3 separate regions of the Zea mays genome follow, and regions 1 and 3 are each linked to region 2. Evidence: chromatin contacts called from public Hi-C data. All regions are on one chromosome and are shown on one strand. Each heading gives the region's core, a stretch centred on a gene start, on an enhancer-like site or on the middle of the called end of the contact. The rest is flanking DNA. Distances are from core to core; before and after follow the strand shown. Region 1 holds the start of LOC100278618. Region 2 holds the start of LOC100191382 (Vacuolar protein sorting-associated protein 32 homolog 1). Region 3 holds the start of LOC103651607 (SCY1-like protein 2).

Region 1 (4,032 bases), core at 504-3,003, 200 kb before region 2:
CTGCATTTGTTTTGACTTTTGAGAGCGAGTATTTTTACTTTTAATTTGTCAAACTAACCTAAACCTTAAAATACACAGTAAACCAAATCTTAATACATTAGAGCAAATTTTCTGAAAACAAAGTTCAACAAACTAAACAATGATTAAGCAACATAGGTTATTAGAGTTGGCCCTCTGGTAGACTAGAATTAAGCAACGCGACAAGCACAAGTGTACAATACCTTCCGTCCTGCTCACGTTAATCAATATTTAGTATTCGTCATTAAGCAGACTGTTGCGTGACCTTAAAAAGATGATTTCAAAAAAATCAAATAGACCCAACAAAAGAACGAGAATAGAGATTTATCTGTAACGTATATATATTTGGATATAAACTGAATAAACAGGAACCTGTAGACCTTGGGGGCCTGAGGGCCGGCCCTGGAGGCCAGGCGTGACCAACATCGGGAGGTTGCGACAGAGGAAGCACCACCAACGTCAGAAGCATCCGTCGAGGGCTGGCGTGGGATTGAGTGTCACGTCTTGTGACCTCAGGCTGTTCGCGGTCGTCGCGGCCTCCTGGGCTGCGCCCTGCTCACCGTCTCCCTCGTGATGTCTGCGTTGCACTAGGTGCAGCCGTGCAGTTCAGGAACGCTGCCATCTCAAGGAACTTCATGAGCCTACAACAAGGTCTCAACAAAGACGCGGGAAACTAAAGCGGTTGCACACAGAAGGGAGCAAGAGGGCGAGAGACCGCACAGCCGGGCGATGGCGAGTCCGGAGGGCTAGCCAAAGATGGTCAGCTACGACAAGGCGATACCGAGCGGGATAAAGTGACGAGGTTGATACCAAGCCTGTTCGAGGCCATATTCATAGGGTTTTGTTTATTTTACCGAGCACGAGATGTTTAGCTGGTCTGTTGTACTTGCTTTAAAGTATACACAAAGTATAGAAAAACTTTCGAATCAGAGAATATATAGAAAATGATTTCTATATAAATATTTTCAAAAAGATAATTTAAAAGTGACTTCATAAAGTGTCTCGTATGGACTATGTTTATAGTGTTTTAGTTCCTAAATTGCTAAATACGAAAATTAAAATAGAGTTTTAATTTCTATATTTAACAATTTAAATATTAAAATAAAATTATATATAGAGACTATTAGTTTAGAAAAACCAAAGACCACCTTCATTAATTGCACAAAGAATAGGGAAGCTGATAGTGTCTGCTCGATCTATAGATGGCCAATAAGTACGAGGCCCGTGAGCACGATACGAAGTCCGCTGTTTGGGTCCGGTCCGAGCCCAGCACGGTCCGGTTCTATGCGAGCCCGGGCCGGCCCGGCACGAATAAGCGGGCCGAGCTCGGACAAGAAACTAGGTATGGTGGGCTAGCCCGGCACAGCCCGTTTATCTTTAATCACGTTGAGCCCGCTTTTTTTGCACTAAAACATGCTTTTTGGTCCGCTTAGCTCGCTTTCGGCCCGCTTTTTTCGTGCTAAATGGGTCGGCCCTGTCCGTTTAAGCCCGCTGTGGGCCAGGCTTAGACAGAGAATCGAGCCTGCGGGTTTAGAAGGCTCGACCCCGTTTCCTAACCGTGCATAGTGGGCCGGACCCAAAACGGGCCGTGCTTCACCGGGCCCGGGCCGGGCCCGGCGGCCAGTTTGGCCATCTCTCGCTCGATCTGAGATATCGCTCGTCCATTTGACGGCGGCGCGCCCTCCTGCAGAAAGAAAAAAAAGACTCAGAATCGTTCCTGAGTGAGCCGAGCCCAGAAGACGATGCTGCCCCGCTTGCCCATCCGCCTCGCGCCGCCGCTCGCCGGCGTCCTTCGCGGCATCTGCGCTACCGCGCTGCCGCAATCCAAGCCCCCACCTCAACCCCTCTCCCCGTCCGACCTGGACGCGATCTCCGCGCTCCTCCCGCGCCTCCTCTACGCGGGCCACGTCCCCGCCGCCGGCCGCCTCCTCTCCGCGGCGCTCCTCCTCCCGGGCTCCCAGGACGGCCTCCCCCTCGATTCCCTCGCCGCGCACCTTGCCTCGCTTCCGACACTCTCCGCTGCCTTCGCGCTCCTCACCGCGCTGCGCCATCACCCGGCCCGGCCCTCGCCGCTCCTGCTGGCGTCGCCGCTGCTCGGCAGCCTCCTCTCCCTGCGCCGCGCGCGCGACGCCTCCTCCGTGCTGCGCTGGCTCTGCCGCCCGGACTCCCCGCGCCGGCCCGACGCCGCCACCTACGCTGACGCCGTCGAGGGGCTCTGCCGCCTTGAGGACCCCAGGGGCGCGCTGGCTGCGCTCAGGGAGATGGCAACGGACGGGTTGCAGGCCACGCGGGAGCTGCGGGAGGCGGTGCGGGACGCGATGCTGCAGGACGCCAGGATCGAGGAAGCGTGGGCGCTGGAGCAGGCGATGCGCCAGCCGGAGGAGACAGGGAAGCTGGTGGAGCTGATTGACAAGCTTCTCTCAGAGTGGGAACCCTGAGCCGTTGCACGGTCACGGATTGAGCTTTCGGTTTTCATAGATAGATTCTTGATGGCAAAGTTTTATGCTCGTGTATTTTTGCACCGCAAGGAATTTCGATCAACTCGGCAAAAAAAACTCGAAATTGTTGTGATATAGGATGATTTTGCGTATCAGACACTCCCTCCCCTTTCGTTCTTTTTAATTTATATCACAGCTTAGTTAAAAATAAACTAGCTTATTTATCACGGTTTAAATAGGTTTTAGATTGCCACAATGCAAGTCGCAGGAATTATGAGAAGCAAGCGCTCAAGATGGATTCTAAAGTCAAAACTGATATATGATCATGCAACAGTGCATCAACTTATTTGCGCACAAGAAACAAAAAAAATGTCCAAAATCAAAATACAGAGTTGCCTGATTTCGAAATACTCTCTCTTGCACTTGCACTGCTGCCCACTTTTAAGCATCAGCTCTCGACCTCACTGAAGACCTAATTTAAGTTAATAAAAATATTCAGCTTTTCTTTGAGGATATACAACTTGTAAACTCTTCCGTCCCAAATCTGCTCCTTTAGCTTACACAATAGGGTAGAGACGAACACAGAAACCAGTCTCGTGCCTTCCAAAGAGATCCAGCTTAGTTCTTTAACTAAAAACCACCGAACGAGCACTATTCCCAGCAGACAGTCTGCATCGAGCGCAAGAACTTTTTCTTCCTCGAACGGACAAAACTGATGCATTAGGAACCGCATAATTGAAGTAAAGAGTTGCAAAATCCTTGATCCATCCATCTGATGGTCTAAGCATGCACACCATTGCCATTGGCATAGTATGTTCCGTTTGAGAGACCATTGGTGAGCTTCTTTGGGTTCCCATTTTGGTGTACTGCGGATGTATATGAGCCATTGCTCAGAACATGTTTAGCTGAACCAACATGACCATTGCAGCGGTCTTGCAGCACCCTATCCAACTGCCCAGATGCAGCTGCAATTAGTCCTGCAGAAACATAAAATTGGTTATGATATATTCTATGGAAAAGTACAGCACAAATGCTTGTGAAGTGAACAAGTGCAGAATTTTCAGCGTCAGATAGCATCTTACCCACAAATAGGGGAGAAGGTTTTGAAGGTCTTGACTTGAACTCAGGATGGAATTGTGCGCCAACAAAATATCGGTGGTTGGGTATTTCAATCATCTAGAACATAGCAAGTTGGTTAAGGGGCAAATTTCGTGAAAATAAAAATTGTAAAGCAAGTCTCAGTGTGAGTCAGACCTCCATCCTCCTTCCAGTATCATCTTTGCCAACAAACTGAAGCCCAGCTTTTTCGAACTCTGGAACCATATCAGGGTTCACCTGTGAAGACAAAACTTCAGTCCAAAGAACATGAAGGTGTAGGAACGACATAGCATTTAAATGCACATTTAGGAAACTGGTGAACTTCAATAAACAAACCTCATATCTGTGCCGGTGCCTTTCATCAACATAAGTGACATTGCCATACCTAAAAAGATCAAAATAATCAATGACTAAATAGTCATAGAACTACACAAAGAATTCAACGAGACACTTCATCGAAGGGGTACAATGAAAATTA
Region 2 (4,149 bases), core at 534-3,033:
TACCTGATCATGAATTCTCAACTGAAAATTTCCGAGTTGCTCAATTTGTTGTTCATAAAGTTTTTTCCTCTTCAAGGATTGGATAGCCGCTGTTAAGAGAAAGTTTATTTGTATTAGCACAAGTTTCAGTAAATCCAATTTCCATTGCATATGGAAGGAAGTTGGTAGCATTTAAAGATTGTCAACATTAGTTTACATGCAAGCCAAAAAAAATGGGGAAAATAAAGCAAGCATAAGCTGTATTAGCTAATAATGTTATGATCATGGGGTCTTCAAGTCAAAGAAGTTGAAAATTGCTCTACAAATAATGTTCCATGGAATTTGCATTCTGTGGATCTAATACATTGCAGGTGCATAAAGAACTAAACTTGTTTTCATAAAATACTATGTCAACATGGTGAAACAATACTAAAAAGTAACAATGACAAGCACAATATCTGTGTCAAAAGAAATACCCACTTATTTGTTGATTCAATGCACCATGCACCAACAAAGTTTATATACACAAATACAATGGATAATGTAAATTCGTTTCAGTAAACTACCATGTCAATATGATGACACAACACTAATAATGATAAGCACAGTAACTGTGCGCATATTTCTTGAATCCAATGCACACCTCTTTTATTCTTAGCTTTGGAGAACTCCTTGGCTCTCTCAAGCTCAGCGGCTGCTTTTTTGTCCAGCACCTTCTCTTTCTTCTCCAGCATATCAAGAGTCTGAATATAAACAAAGCAAGCTTTTAGAACTTTGTAGTTTACTATGGCATATGAATTACATGTGCCAAATTGTCAGCTATAACAAGAGCATATTTCATTAGTTGGTTAAACATATATAAAGAGTTAACGATCCCTTCGTAAAATGTTAGAACTTCAGGAGCAAATAAAGCAAATCAAAGAATGATCAGCCTATAAAAGGTATTGATCATAGATAGATGGTGCTTGCAAATGCCATGGAAGAACTTAAGCATCCCACAAGTTGAGATGAAGTTAACAAAATGTGAGAGTTCTAAGACACTAAAGTAAAAATTGTTCAAAAAAAAAGACACTACAGTAGAAGGGTGGAAATTTTTGTCATGCATGCGATTCAAATGAAGGGTGGAATTTTTTTGTCATGCTTGCAAACCTTAACAGTTCAATTCAAATGAAGGATACTCTCAGGTCGCAATTATATATAGGCAGCCAAAATAAGAGAACGTCAATATGTGCCCCAAAAAACACCTTATTGGAAGCGAGACAAGGTAATCATACGCCAGAAAAAAAAACAGAAAGGTCACCTCATTTAACTTGTCGAGTGTGGCCAAGGCACTGGAGTTGGCCTGCTCCTTGGGCTTCCCGAAGATCCTGTTGAACATGGACATGGCTGCACTGGCAACAGAAACTCAAAACGCCTGCTAGACAAAACAGCAGCTGGAACAACGTCATTTCACAAGCTAATTCGAGAAACTCATCGGGTAGCAATTGCAAGCATTACCCAAAAATAACTGAAGAGGAAAAGGATAGCTTTTCCACGGTGGAGCCCCCACCTATGCGCAGTGGGTGCCCAATCCGAGCAGTGACCGCCGACTAATCAACTACGATGACCTAAGGCAGAGGAACGGCTGATCGCAATCGACCCTTTCCCTAATCGCGGGGCGCACCAATCTGGCAGCCGTGTATCTAGCAGAAGCAAGGAGGCTTACCGGATTCGTCGCCGGCGGCGGCGGAGGCTAGCGTTATCGGAGAGAGGAGGGGAGGAATCTTGTTAGAAAGCGCGGCCTTGGAGACAAAAGCCTATCGAGGAGATCGGGTGAGAGTTGGGATACACGGGAAAGATTCCGTATTTTGGTTAGTTTTTGGATAATCGAGGCCTCGGGGGAGGAGACCGAGACGAGTTGGAGTTGTGACTAAGGCTGTGTCTAGCAGCGCCCCCTAAATTTCGTCCCCTAAGAGCAACTCCAATAGTCATGTAAATTTTAGCTCTCTAAATCACAGATTTAAGAAGTTGCTAAATGGCTTTTGTAGTAAAAAAAATGTGAGTTCTCCAATAGTTCTCTAAATATAGGTTGTAATTTTGTTTTGTATCTATCCACATAAAAAATAAGTCACAAAAACTATATAATGCAGTCAACATTTTTGTTTTAGGAGTTGTTAAATGGTTGCCAAGTGTAGAGAGAAGATGAGGTTAGATGACAAGTTGTTAAATTTAGAAAGTTCATTTAGAGAACTGTTGGAGAATAGTTTTCATGTTAACTACCTAAATTATTGATTTAGGAAGTCTTTTAGAGAACTACTGGAGTTGCTCTAAAGGAATATTCCATGTACTTTACAAGACACTCTAAAAGATTATGTCCTCTATATCTTCTGTGTCTCCAGCAACGTCCCCTAAATTCGATCCCCTAAAGCTACAGTGTTAACAGAATTCGTTTTTCCTTTTCTTTTTTCTGTTTTCTTTGTTTTGTACCCATTTAATGGTACTCAAAGGATGCTAAAAAAATAGTAATCAATAATATTACAAATAATAATCTAAAAACTATGGTTCATTACTAATTTCAAAATGTACAAAATAAATAACATTGCATTTTATGTTGTGTGTAATTATTGTGGAAAAAACGTGACACAATATTTGAATCGTATGAAAAAAATGTTTACGAATTCACATGCTTCCACCGTAAGCCACGACACTTGTTGAACAAGCCATTGTCTAGCTTCGGCTGCACGACAAGAGCATGGCTTCTCTCCGAAGCCTATCCCTTCTATAAATAATCACTACTTCAACACTTCACTCACACTTCACATACACTCATCCACAACAATGGACCAGTTCGTAGATTCCAATATTTTTCTTAGGATGGCACAAGACATGGAAGATGAAGACCATGAGCTCGAGGTTGCGACGTACCAACATCGTAGGCGTCGTGCACTTAACGAGCGTCGGTACGCTGGTTCCATTCCCGGTCGTGTTCGAATCCATCGTGACCATATCAGTGGTGATGCAAGAATCCGAGCGGACTACTTTTGCGCCCAACCGGTTTACACGGATGCACAATTTCGGAGGAGGTATGTTTATTCATACGCACATCTATTAACGTCCATAGTACGTACTTGACAATTGTACTAAAAAAGTTTGCATTATAGGTTTCGCATGTGTCGCCATGTGTTCGAGCGTCTCGTTCTTGCTGTGCAACAAGTGGATTCATACTTCGTTCAACGTCCAAACTGTGCCGGTGAGCTAGGCCTATCTGCCCTTCAGAAAGTTGTTGCTGCCGTACGTATCCTTGCATACGGTGTTCCTACGGATGCCGTTGACGAGTACGTACGAATTGGAGAATCTACAGCACATGAGGCTTTGAAACACTTTTGCACTGCCATCCAAACTGCTTTTGGGGGGTACTATCTTAGGAAACCTACTCCTGCTGATATCGCTAGACTTCTCCAAGTTGGAGAATCACGCGGCTTCCCTGGTATGCTTGGTAGTGTGGATTGCATGCATTGGGAGTGGCGTAACTGCCCAACTGCATGGAAGGGGATGTTTACCGGTCGCGGTAAACACCCTACAATGATCCTCGAAGCTGTTGCCTCATATGACTTATGGATTTGGCATGCATACTTCGGCATGCCCGGTAGCTATAACGACATCAATGTTCTTCAGCGTTCAAACCTGTTCGATTCGCATCTTAATGGTGATAGTCCACCAGTGAGTTTCTCCGTCAATGGACACACCTACAAAATAGGATATTACCTAGCAGATGGTATTTATCCGGACTGGCCAGCGTTTGTCAAGACAATCCGTCATCCGTATGATGTGAGGACTCAACATTTTGCCACTGTTCAAGAGTCTGCTAGAAAAGACATTGAACGAACATTTGGAGTACTACAGAAGCGATGGGCCATAGTTCGTGGTCCTGCATATGGTTGGTCTCCACAACACATTGGAGATATCATGAAAACATGCATCATATTGCACAATATGATCGTAGAAGATGAAGGACCTTCGTCTTTGAACACAAGCTTCAGAGCTTTGCGTTCTCCGAATCCATGGTCTACATAAAACATATGGTTTTGTTAATATATGTAGGTCATAATTTTATGTATACCGTGGCCTACTTGGTTCATTAGTTGATGATAAATATAATCCGGAGCAGCTAGTATTGGCAGTAGGCAGTTG
Region 3 (3,812 bases), core at 858-3,357, 130 kb after region 2:
CTTTAGCTCCTAAGGTGACTAAACTTTAGTCACTTTTACTTTAGCTCATGGGATCCAAACAGACACTAAGTACAAAAAAACATCATATACTGCACAGCAAGCCTAAATCAGAGTGGCCTTAGGATCACCAAGGGGGACTGCGGCAAGCCGGCAAGGCAGAATAACTATGTTAAAATGACAAAAGAACACAAAAACTATGGGATTGTAATAGGAAAATGACAGAGCAAATCAATTATATCAGTAACAGAAAAGGAACAAGCAGAAAATTATAAGGCAGAAGAATGGCGATGCATACTAACCTCAGGCGATATAGCTCGATGGGCAAGATGAGCATTGTTATGAAGAAAATCTAACGTCTCTGCAACTTGTAGCAGTCCATGTTTAATCTCAAGTAGTCCCATTTCCTTAAACACAAGAAAGAAATTAGCAAATTGTTGAACTGAAAAATATGATCATGGTTTGGCTATACAATCAAGTGTCATGACTAGGGCACCACTCAATACACAGAAATGCAGGGAATGTAGAATCTACAGGCATCAATCGCCACTTATATGACAGGAGAAGTTCCAGCTCAAGATACCAGATTGTAGAGCTAAAAGTTTTAAGAGTCGAAATCCACAAGAATCTCAGTCAAACCTCATGTTTAAATACAATTCTGGTTATCTAAAGTCCTACCAAACACCAATGGATCTGTGGCAGGGGCAGTGTAACAAGTGAGGTCAGATAATCTTGGAAGATTTTTACAAATCAGTGGAGTATAACTTATGAAGTAAAATAACTATGCGAACTCCGAGGGACCGAGGAAATATTACGATTTTTTATACGTCTGACGAACAAGGACTCCATTTTTAGGAAGGTTTATTGCAAAATTTTAGGAGTACAAATATTACACTCATTTAGCGGCTTTTTTGGATGTGACACTGACAAATGCTGCATTAGAAACATAAACGGTATCATGTTAGATCGTGCCTCTGTTATTCTATGGCATTTGCTAATCAATAATTGCATGAACAACCAAAACATGAAACAATTGCCAGTTTTCAACTCACATACCAACACTAACCGCCTTAACATGGTAACCAGTATTGAATGCAAAGTAGCAACGAGAGTTTGAAGCAGCTCTTCGCATTTGCGAAGGAAAGTTTGTCTCGGTTTATCCCTTCACCAGACCCCGCTCATGTGGTGGGAGCCTACGGAACTGGGTTTGCTCTTTTTTTCTTGTGGCTATCCAGCAGTAAATTAGTAATTGCTTAAGGTCGATGCTAGATAGAACATAGACAGACACACAGAGTCAAACAAAAACAAGAGACGTCAGTCGTACCATGCCCTTGAGCTCCTTGGGCACCTTGCCGACGTTGTCAAGGCACCCGAGCGCGTTAGCTACGGAGGCGAAGACGGGCTCAGTGGCCATGGCCATGGCGGCCTTGGTCTCGTCAAGCGCCTGCACAACGTGGAGCACGCCCGGGTGGCGCAGGCGCACGAGCCGCGCCGCGTCGGCGCGGACGAGGTCGAGGAAGGCGTCCTCGGCCGCCTTCGACAGCCCCGCCCGCGCCCGTGCCTCGGCGAGGGCGCGCTTGTCGAGCACCCAGACGGAGACGACGGGGTAGGGCGCCGAGGGGGCGCCGTCCCGCGGTCGCGCCGTGTAGATCCGCCACGCGAGTCCCGGCCCGCCGGACCCGGCCTGGTCCAGCAGCTCGTAGTCCTGCAGCGGGCGCGGGCCCGTCACCTCCTGCACCGTCGTGGACACCGTCTTCTCGATGACAGCCGACGCCTTCGCCAGCGCCTGCGTCAGGGTCTTCATGTTGAGCGCCATCGCCCCCCACCGCCGCCGCTGCCGCTGCCTCCAGCGAGATCTGGGAGGCCCCGGCCGCGGTGGTGGATTTCCTCTTGGAGCGGGGTCGCCTGATCGGTCGGTGGCAGCGCGTGTTTGGTTTAAGGGAAATTTGGATCATACCATTAAAAGATCATCACTTTGGATCCATACCATTACTATCTCACTTACATGTGGGTCCACATGAGTCAATGACATATGGGGTCCATGGTATATATCTAAAGTTTGGATCTTTTAATGATATAGATCCAATTGTTCCTTGGTTTAATTACTTTACGGGTGTGTTTTTTGGTTTTTTTAATCGGTTTTCTGCAGCTCGTGCCATGCGAGACCGCGAGCGATGGGAGGAATGGAGGACGATGCTTCGTCACGAAGGGGACCAGAAGGGGAATGTTGGTTCAATCTTAACCGTTGGTTTTATGTGGTTTTGGCCGAGATGGACGGCTGGAATGCGGTAGTTGGTAGGCGTCGCGGTCCTCTCCTAGTCTCCTCTCCTACTTCTCTGAAACTTCTATTTCAGCTAGGCCTGAAAACCGTTTTCTAAAATCCCGTATCCGGCCCCTCATAATTGTATCGTTTTCTAAAGTCAATATCGTTTTTGAAAATTATTATATTTAAAATTTGAATTTCAAATACCTATGGACATCGTATTGTAGTCGTCAATAAGTAGATTAATTATAAAATCGAGTAAATTTTCGATTAATCTACAATCATTTTTTATAGATGATATCGTTTTTCGACTGTTTTCGGTCATTTTCAACCCTAATTTCAGCATTGTTTTATCTACGTTCAATGTGCTAGTGAGTTGTGGTGGCACACCAATCATATTGATGGTACAGTGCAACGACTATATGACATGTGAGAGAGTCCAGTGGCAAGCTAGTATGGTGAGCCCTCCCCGTGAAAAAATAAAATTAAAGTGGACATATGGCCCACATACCAGATATAAACTACATATAATGCACTTTATCTTATCCGAAAGACCAAAAATGCATGAGTTGAAAATAAAACATATCCTTTTTTGTAGCTCGCTCGGATGCTCGCTTAGGTGTTTTTCTCACAGCTCATCTAGAAGGTAACAACCCGTGTCCACATCACTAGATGACGCACAACGGCGATAGGACCATGAAAACTGGTGTTTTATAAGAGTATATAGATATATAGATTTTTATTTTCTTATTTTTCCCCATTTGAAAGATATATTTTTACTTTTTGTTTAGAGGGACTAGTTCTTGTGCTCATTTTGCATCGGGCTATCTCTAGCATCTCTCCTATCACATTCTCTATCTCATATCCTATTTCAAACTCCACTCTGCAAACAGTGTTGTCGGTGTCTCGAACCTCGCTCCGATAAGTAAATTTATTGTGCGTGTTCCAGGCTCGGGAGGATGGGCGCATAATTTATACTGGTTTGGGTAGAACGTCTCTACATCCAGTCATCGGCGGCTTGCGCTACCGGCATCATTGATGATCAAAGCTCGTAGTAGGGCTTACAAGAAGGCGAGAGAGGGAGGAGAGGCTCCTAAGTCTCTTGTTCGCGGTGAAGGTGGTTACAAGGTGGATGTAAAGAAAATGAACCCCGGGCTATTTGGCTCAATAGGTTTTGGTGTTTGATGATCAACACAATCTGTGGACTAATGCGTTTGCTAGTGTTTATATTTGTAGTTCACAGTATGCTAAGGTTACTTGGACTAAGGCAATGAGGAAAGCAACATGCCAAAAGAAGACATTATGAAGATCACAAGTGAAGATCAACATGTATCAAACAAGTCCAAGAAACAAAGAATAGTGTTGCCGCAGAGAGCAGCAGCTTTTCTCCAATGGCTAGAATTGTGTTGGGCCTATAAATACCACCCAACCAGCCATTTCAAGGTGTGGGAGCCTAAGCAACATACCAAGGCATATAGTAGACATTTCCAAGTGCTCATACACCCAAGTGCTTAATAGAATCACTCGGTGATTAGCGTAGGTGCTTTGCGGA

What was found. Hi-C and Micro-C count contacts between places; a contact is called where the count stands out from the background.
Region 1: a contact with region 2 is called in a Hi-C map of endosperm, with 2.4 times the contacts expected there. The contact joins the promoter of LOC100278618 here to the promoter of LOC100191382 in region 2. A contact is called at or near these places in 4 of 25 Hi-C or Micro-C datasets (ear, endosperm and leaf).
Region 3: a Hi-C map of leaf shows a contact between it and region 2, with 4 times the contacts expected there. The contact joins the promoter of LOC103651607 here to the promoter of LOC100191382 in region 2. A contact is called at or near these places in 13 of 25 Hi-C or Micro-C datasets (bundle sheath, ear, endosperm and 4 more) and 2 of 3 datasets of contacts at active chromatin or transcription factors (leaf and seedling).

What each region holds. Positions count from the first base shown.
Region 1 is chr3:231,437,038-231,441,069 of Zm-B73-REFERENCE-NAM-5.0, reverse strand. LOC100278618 reads left to right here and starts at 1,753. Exons shown (of 1, transcript NM_001371662.1): 1 at 1,753-2,605. The coding sequence starts at 1,761. The coding sequence ends at 2,456. LOC103651612 (CTP synthase) reads right to left here. Exons shown (of 21, transcript XM_008677278.4): 18 at 3,891-3,939; 19 at 3,711-3,791; 20 at 3,539-3,632; 21 at 2,753-3,433. The coding sequence ends at 3,237.
Region 2 is chr3:231,238,022-231,242,170 of Zm-B73-REFERENCE-NAM-5.0, reverse strand. It overlaps LOC100191382 (Vacuolar protein sorting-associated protein 32 homolog 1), which reads right to left and starts at 1,783. Exons shown (of 8, transcript NM_001136816.1): 1 at 1,685-1,783; 2 at 1,280-1,393; 3 at 623-722; 4 at 4-89. The coding sequence starts at 1,363.
Region 3 is chr3:231,105,822-231,109,633 of Zm-B73-REFERENCE-NAM-5.0, reverse strand. LOC103651607 (SCY1-like protein 2) reads right to left here and starts at 2,107. Exons shown (of 14, transcript XM_008677274.4): 1 at 1,322-2,107; 2 at 300-404. The coding sequence starts at 1,813.